Linked DNA regions of Zea mays: all the other regions are linked to region 3. The links are chromatin contacts, called in public Hi-C maps. All regions are on one chromosome and are shown on one strand. The core of a region is the stretch at or near the end of the contact, and the rest is flanking DNA. Distances in the headings are between cores, read along the strand shown. Region 1 has its middle 14 kb from the start of LOC100286026. Region 2 has its middle 9.6 kb from the start of LOC100501754. Region 3 holds the start of LOC103653061 (zinc finger CCCH domain-containing protein 56-like).

Region 1 (2,700 bases), core at 76-2,575, 160 kb before region 3:
CGCATCGGCGCATGCGCCTTGCGTGCGCACCACAACGAGATGCTATGCGTCGGCGCTTTGTCCATAGATCAGCAGCAAGCTAGGTGAATCCCAAAGTGCAATTGTCTTTGCTTGGACCATAGATTCTCTCGAGCCATAGTAAATGCTTGTCCACCAGCACAGCATATCTAACTAGTCTAGGCCATATTCGCTACCAGCACAGTACGTATAAAAAGCATGGCTGGTTGGCAGGCAAGAGGATGCAGGAGTGTGCGTCCGAGACGACGACGACGACGATCGATCGACAGCGGAGGGAGCGTGGCACGCACGAAGCACGACGGCATGGCAGCCGTGGGAGTAGTGCCTAGTGCTAGGAATTGGGCCAGGCCAGGCCAGTCCGGCCCAAGCCCATCGTGCCAAACGGGTTCGGGCCAGAAAAGCTCAAACAATTTTTGGGCCGTGTCGTGCCAGCCCGAAGCGTAAAAACAGTGGCTCAGCCTAGTCCTAAACCACGTCGTGTCTTCGTTGGGCCGTGTCGACTCAAACCCGGCCCGTATATTTGACCACATAAAATTAAAATATTATAACCATATAAAGTTCATAGCTTACTAAATTAAAGATATTAAACAATTCTAGCATCATTTAACCACATAAACTCCAAATATAACAACAATATAAAGTCGACATCTTACTAAATTAAAGAAATTAAATAAATTGCGCTTAATTGGGCCGTGCCGACCCAAGTCCGACCCATCTATACGGGCCGTGTCGGGGGCCCGACGGATCGGAATTTGAGACCCGGCCCAGATCCGTTTTCAGGCCGTGCTAGCCCGGTCCATATTATTTCGTGCCGGCCCGTGCTTTGAGCTCTTATTTTCGAGCCGTGCTCGTGCTGGCCCGAAAGCCCGGCCCAGATTCCCAGCACTATTAGTGCCTACCTAACCTGGCTGCACGCACTTGACCGCATCGCGCTCGCGCATGCATCGGGGCATCTGACTCTGACCGGTGCTGCCGCAAATACAGGCAGGCGCGCACGCACGCACACGCGCGGCCATGCCGTGCTGATCGATGAGCCGCTACGCGCAGCGGCGAGGCGACGCCAGCCATCGAGCTGCTGGACTTGACCGGTAGCGATTGGACGGCGGGCGGGGTGGGTCTGGGCTGCTGGTGTGCAGGTGCTGCGGTGCTGACCCGCCCGAGATCCACGGGGGGCGCTGGCTACTGCCTCTCCTGCAGCTACCCCCAGTCTTTTCACTATAGCTGGCGCTGGCTATACATGGCGAGTCCCGACTACCGAGGCGAGAGGAATGGGCTCCCTCGTGTGGTGGCCGACACCTGCAGGCCTACGTGCCCAGCTCCCATCCCATGTCCCGCACGCGCCACGCACGCACATGCACACGTGCCACACGTATGCATGGCAGAAGCGCCCCCACGCGCAGTCCAAACAGGACCGGGACTACCTTTCACGCCTGCTACATGTGTATCTCTATCTATAGTGTTTGTTAATGCTGCAAGAATAGTCTTCTATTCTGACATTCTTGTTTCTTATTATGCCTTTCCCGTTCCTCCTCCGCACAGCTCACACCCATTCTAGCTAAAATTAAAAAAAAACACATAGTCGCAAGGGATTCTAACTCACGCCCCCTCAGACCAATTCGAGTAGTAGCTATCGCTACACATATGTGTGTCTTTATCTACATCTCTCCACAAACTCACCTGCTACCCTTGCACAATACGTAATAGTAGATAAGTATCACTAAGATTCTTAAATTATATTTTTTGATTGAGGGAGTAGTATTTAAAGAAGAGCATTGCATCCTATGTGGCCACATGCATCGCTGTGGACAACAAGCTCCAGCGCAACCGTCGCTTGGACGCGGTCTAGAGCGGCTGCACCGCATTATCCATCGTCAAGCAGGGGACCTCATGGTCGTTGCCAACGTCGGTGACTCCCGAATTGTTCTGGGCACCGCATCCGACGACGGCGCCATCACGCCGTCCAGCTCGTCGTCCACCTGAAGCCCAACCTGCCACGTAAGTCACTACTGACTGGCCATGAATTCTTGTGCGCTGGGACGGCGGTCGTTGCTAACGTTGTGTGAGTGTCCTCGAACATGATGTATGCAGAGGAGTAGCACATCTAGTGGTGCAACGGCTAGGTGTATTACCTTGCTGATGAGCATGTGGTGCACTTCGTCTGGCAGCCCAGCCAAGAGTCGTCGGGACTCACCATGTATCGCGCGCGTTCGACGACTACTATATCAAGGATTATGGCGTCATCTCGACGCCAGAGGTGATGTAGAGGCGGACCGATAGCAATAACCAGTTCGTCATCCTCGTCGTCGGGACAACTTTTTGTGTCGGCCTGCCTTTAATTCTCTTCGCAAACACACATACTTGCCTTTTGTTTAAGCAAGCGCGTATGGTGGTGTATGTCTGATGACTGACGACGCACGAGGGATCTTCTTCCGGTTGGTGTGGGACATGCTCTCCAACGACGAGACCATGCAAATCGTGGCATATATTGAAGTCCGCATGGTACTAGTGATTGTAATATAGTGGTGAAACAACTAGATTAAAATAACTAAATTTATGTATAGCGAGGATCATAAATGGATTTTTTCTTATAACAATATAACACATATTTTATATATAAGTTATTGTAGTACTGTATGTTCTCGTTGCAACACATATGTACTCACCTAGTATACTCATTATGAA
Region 2 (2,700 bases), core at 80-2,579, 130 kb after region 3:
GACCTACTACCTTGGTGGTGAGCAGGAGAAGATAAGCGGGTTGAAAAAGACCAGGGCCGTGCGAGAGGGGGTGCTAGCTGTTCAGTGGATCAGGGCCTCCAAGTCCTGAGGGCCCCAAAATTTTCAAAGCTACAGTCTGTTGTTCACGTAATTTTGTTAGTCAATGTTGTCTATACCGGTTGACAGTCACGGCGTCTGCCGGAGTCTCAACGTGTGCTAGCCTAGTAGGCTAGTAGTATGCTAGGAGAGTATGAGTGCATGTTTGCACTGTGTAGTCTGCCACAAGTTACTAGTGAGTGGTGGCCAGGCAAGCCTGTTGTGTCGCTGCCTCTGTGTGCATTAGGCCACCAAGAAAGCAAGGTAAAATTTTAAATATTTTTTTCTTTAACTAGGTTTGTTACTTTGTTTGAATTTATATTGAAATATAAATTGATTAGACCTTTTCAATTATTATTGGACATCCTTATAAACTAAATAATTTTATTGCATTTATCTTTTCTATGTATGTGCACCATTTGGTCTAGTATTCCAAGATCCAACTATCGACCATGCCTGATTCTCGTTCCAAAAGACATAAGCATAGAAGATTTAATTCAGTCTCAGAAGAAAGCTATAAATATATTTACTATTGAAAAACACAAGTGCCCTCAGTCATTTAATCAAGGCCCAACACTTGATAATAATGCTAACAATGGTCCTTGAGATGGCCAAATAGATACGAATAATATGAGCATATAATTGAAGAATTTATTTCAAGAAACACTAAAAACAGTTATTTAAGTGAAAATTATGCAACCAAAAATTGAATATATATATATATATATATATATATATATATATATATATATATATATATATATATATATATATATATATATCTTAATGTTATCTAATATATTCTAAATTTTATAGTATTGTAATGGTGAGCCTTATTCTAGAGTTTGCACAGGGCCCTCAGTTTTGCCGGCACGGCCCTGAAAAAGACTATTTCGTAGCTTCCTCAACAACATGAATGCTGTAGACAAATCTTGTTGGTAAGCTGGGCGACGGATGAACCTGATAACATTGCCAATGTGCCTCGTAGATTGAAGGAAATTGAGAGTTACATTGTTAACCATTAAACTAAATTGTAGTGCGGCACAAACATCTGACGTTATATGCTGCAGCACAGCTTTTTTTAAAGAAAAAATAGGCTGAAGTTATATGCAGTATATGGGCCGACCTCACACGGAGGGAACGGGCTGCAGCCGACTGTCACGGTCCCAGCCTCACGCTGAAAAGGAAACGGATAACCGTGGCCCAGCGTTTCGTGCTCGTGTCCGTGTCCCGCCGGCCAGCGGACTTTAGCAGGCCGCGTGTAACGGCTTGCGCCTGTTAGGCCAGGCCCAGTAAGAGGAAGCAACCCCGCAACGACGGGCCTCTGACGTACCCTCTCAGCCCGGGTCCAGTGGCAAATGGCAACGATTGAGAGTTGAGACGTTGAAACGGAGGCGCCGTTAAAAGTGGACGATCAACACAAAAACACTAGGCGCTGCAAAGGCTATCCATTGATCTGTTGACACGAACTTGAGAGCAATATGAATTTTGCCGATTGTTTATTATAAAAAAAACAATTCATTACTGTAAATCAACACGCTATTAAGACGAACGGTGGATATAGGAAGACAAAATTTCCGTCTACTACCCTCCTCATGTGCACGTCCATAAATACCGTGAGGACAACTTCAAAAGATTCAGCATTTATCTAAAATAATTTTTTTTTAAAAAAAGTAGACTATTCCAGCAGATTATTGTAAACTAACAAACTGAATGATGAGTAAAGCAAGCTATTCAAAAATAGAGATTGAATGAAGAGAGGTGGAAAGCTACTAAATCTGAACAGTCATTTTGGTCTATTGAAGACGTTTTTCTTCTAAAAATAATCAAATTTAATTTTACAAAACGATTCGGCTATTCTTGATCTGACAAAGAAAAACACCCTTCAATCCTCGTTAAATAGAAATTAGACAACAAACGAACCAGCTGAACAGGTGCCAAGAAAAAACGAAGTGCATGCTTTGGTTCACCTTATAAGCGAGAATCGTTTTGGTGAATATTGTTCAAATCAACGTGAACATAGAATGACTCGAGTTTGTTATGATAGGAAAAATCCATCGCATCGTAGATCTGACTCTTTACCTTACTATACTAAAATTCTCTCAACTGTCGAATTCTCTTCACCGCTAGATTTTTATAAAAACTCGTAAGACAAAAGCCGAACCAGACACTGAGGGATCGGTCCCATATAGTACAGCCCACTTGGCTATGTATAATTGGGATCATGTCGCCTGCTTGTTGCGTTGGTGCTTGGTAGTAAACCTTAGCTTGCTTGTTGCTTGAAGCAGCTAGCAATCATGGATGATATGTGGAGAGAGAGAAAGAGAATCATGTCGTCTACTGTTGTGTCCTCGAGAGAGTGAGAGGGAGAGGCCAGAGAAGCTAGTGTTAGTGTGTATGTACGGGCTTGGTAGTTCGGTTCACACTGCACACCGACGGCCGGAGTGTTTTGGTGCGTACGTGTATGTATGTATGTGCTAGTACGATAGTGCAATACTAGATGGAATCTTTCATGTCAAGGCTCAATAATACGGGTATGATTAATTGCAACGTTTGTATCTTTACATTCCCATCTCCAGCCCCAGTGTGGACTGGAGAGCAGCA
Region 3 (2,700 bases), core at 3-2,502:
ATTTCAAATTTAATCCTAGTTTAAATTTAAACTTGTGACAAACTTATTCTCAAATTATATTGTGAGATTAGAAGTACTAATTTTAGAAATATAATTATACATACTTTATTTATATTTTCATATGCTTTCTTTTTCTCTCCTTTTTCCTCAATTCCTCTTCATTATTATTTTACTTTTTATTCATATTATTATTGTTTTAAATGCACAAACAAAAATCCAATATGATGCGATGGTTTATTTTAGGTGTTATTAGTTATTTGTTCTCTTTATATATATGGTTATCACCAGGTTACAATGAGTATAGGGCAAAAACACATAATGAGATCTACTCTCTTTAGATTGTTTACAAATTGGGTATTACAGTAGATCCATGAGCAAAGTGGCATTTGCTCCCAAACGGACAGTATCCAGTCATCTCCCACTTGTTACAGATCCTTGTCTTCCAATTGGAAGAATTTTGCGCCATCGATCCGCTGGCAGAGGCAGCATTGTATCCGCCACCACCAATCGTCGGCAAGAGACTGATGGCGACGCTCTCCCGTGCCTTGGACTGCTCATCGTGCAGGAAGGTGCATGTGTCGCCATAGGGGCAGCCCTCTTCAGTGTAGAACTTCTTGCAGTGGCGACCCTTGTATGCCCTGCCGCCGCCGCCATCGTCTCCAGCGATGACACTTCTGGATGTCATAATGGGGATCTGGTGCTCCTCTCCCTGCTTCGTGGTGGCATCCTCGTGGGTGGCCACAATCTCCTGCCAGTTGGGCGGCGGCTTGCAGAGCTCCTCCATGCCATGGGCGAAGTTGCAATTGGTGACGTAGGGGCAGGTCCTGGCCCAGAACTTGCAACAGAGCTTGGTCTTGAAGAACATCTTGCGATGGCGCTGACTTGCTTGTGCTGCTCCCGCCGCCACCATCGCTGCTGCCGCCCCCGCCGTGAGCCTTCTTACCAGGCAGCGGCTGCTCGCTCCCCGTCCGCGAGGAGGGGTTCCGGTCATTGTAGCCCTGGTCGGCACTCCACTGGCGGTAGTCTTTCTCGGTGGCCCAGATGTCGGGGTCCTCGCCCGGGGACGCCGCCGCGTTGGTCCGTGCGTCGGAGGCCATGGGTGGGATGATGTGGATGGCGTTGGTGTAGTCCATCGCCGCCGCTGGTGTTGTCCCCAATGACAAACTTTGGGGTATGAACCCTACCTTTCGACCCCGCACGCATGCGCGGAGAAGAGAGGGAACCTAATCAAACAGACCACCCGTGGATGGATAATTCGGTCAGTAAGACCCCACATCTAAGAAATCCGCAACCAAATCAGCTGGAGAGGGAGAATAGAAGAAAGTGAGCGATTTGGAACTTGGTTTGCTCACAACTAAGGCCTTGTTCGTTTGTGCTGGATTGGTGGGTCGGAACGATTCCTAACCGGATTGCTTCTCTAATTTATATAAACTTTGATTAGCTGGAACGATTCCGGGTATAATCCGACATAAACGAACAAGCCCTAAGGGTCCGTTCGGCAAACCTAAATCAAAGCCAGGCTAGGAAGCTGTCAGCCTAGGATCGAGTGAAACACTCATTCTTAGCAGGAATCGATCCACGTGAGAGGACACTTGGATTTATTCTAGGTGGAGAAGTGAGAATGGGGAATTAAAATCAGATGGATTTGTTCTCAATCCGGATCAAAACGAACAACTAATCCGGGTCAAAATCAGATGGATTTGTTCAACCTGGAAGGAGGCTGAAAACATGGCAATCCGGCAGATACGAACGCGCCTTAAGGCCTTTTTCGTTTGTGTCGGATTGATGGGTCGGAACGATTCTTTGTCAGATTGTTTCTCTAATTTATATAAATTTTGATTAGCCGGCCAGTGCAATCCGACATAAACAAACAAGACTAATCAATCCCCTCGAGGTCGCAATCTCCACTTCGACGCACCCTACCCCGCCGTTGCGGGTACTACGCTGGCCTAAGCGCTCGCTAGTCGCTGCCCGTCTTTCGTGCACGCTACGTTTCCCGCCATCGTCGAGGCACGATAGCGCTGCTGAACTGGACCGGCCGAGCAAAGGCGACATGACATTTGGGGCTTCTCCTTCCCCTGTGTTGGTTAGGGTTGGCGTCAGCCCATGGTCCTGATGTAGCTAGCCTCGACTGCATGCTTGGCCCAGCACCACTGAAATGGAAACAGCTTCCATTGCATCGCCAACTTGACATGCGACCGTTATTTTGTAGGAAGGAAACAGGAGTATGAGTGAAGTAAGGAATAGGAGTCTGTCATCAATGATCTATGAACATACGATCGTTATTTCTTGTCGAAAAAGGCTATAAAAGTATTTTTTTCAAAAACCCCGAAAGTTAACTTTTATGGTTTTTTAATAAAAAATGGTCTCCAAAACAAGTCCAAGGATGTTATTTACGGTAAAGAAGCACGAGTGTAATAAGGAATATACATCTTTACTACTCTATAAGCGTGCAACGAGGGCGTCCACACCCCCGTCGTGCCCCCGCCCGTGATACTGACCGCTCTGGCGTCCGTCCGACCAGGAAGGTCTCCCTGCGTCGCGCGTTATCGCCTCCTCGCGCAAGCCTCGCCATTTCAGTGTGGGCGTCCACACCATTTCACCATGCCCCCGCCCCCTTCCTTGCGCAAGCCTCGCTGTCCGCCACCCGGAAATCACGCCCGCCGTGTCACCGCTGCGCGCAACGACCCCACCCGCGCT

The links. A called contact is a pair of places that touch in the nucleus more often than the background predicts.
Region 1: a contact with region 3 is called in a Hi-C map of endosperm, with 1.8 times the contacts expected there. The contact joins the enhancer-like site here to the promoter of LOC103653061 in region 3. A contact is called at or near these places in 5 of 25 Hi-C or Micro-C datasets (ear, endosperm, leaf and 1 more).
Region 2: a Hi-C map of leaf shows a contact between it and region 3, with 3 times the contacts expected there. The contact joins the enhancer-like site here to the promoter of LOC103653061 in region 3. A contact is called at or near these places in 4 of 25 Hi-C or Micro-C datasets (ear, leaf, root tip and 1 more).

Annotation. Positions count from the first base shown.
Region 1 is chr4:33,501,401-33,504,100 of Zm-B73-REFERENCE-NAM-5.0, reverse strand. No RefSeq gene overlaps it. Among protein-coding and RNA genes, the nearest start is that of LOC100286026, 14 kb to the left of the region's middle. Within about 2 kb of position 1,325, at least 16 of the 20 cell types and tissues checked have an H3K27ac peak or open chromatin away from gene starts, as enhancers often do. A contact at or near this core is called in ear, endosperm and tassel, where this site is marked.
Region 2 is chr4:33,215,715-33,218,414 of Zm-B73-REFERENCE-NAM-5.0, reverse strand. No RefSeq gene overlaps it. Among protein-coding and RNA genes, the nearest start is that of LOC100501754, 9.6 kb to the right of the region's middle. Within about 2 kb of position 1,329, at least 17 of the 20 cell types and tissues checked have an H3K27ac peak or open chromatin away from gene starts, as enhancers often do. A contact at or near this core is called in ear, leaf, root tip and 1 more, where this site is marked.
Region 3 is chr4:33,344,230-33,346,929 of Zm-B73-REFERENCE-NAM-5.0, reverse strand. It overlaps LOC103653061 (zinc finger CCCH domain-containing protein 56-like), which reads right to left and starts at 1,252. Exons shown (of 1, transcript NM_001370970.1): 1 at 305-1,252. The coding sequence starts at 991. The coding sequence ends at 344. It overlaps LOC103653060 (a long non-coding RNA gene), which reads left to right and starts at 2,582. Exons shown (of 4, transcript XR_565223.4): 1 at 2,582-2,700.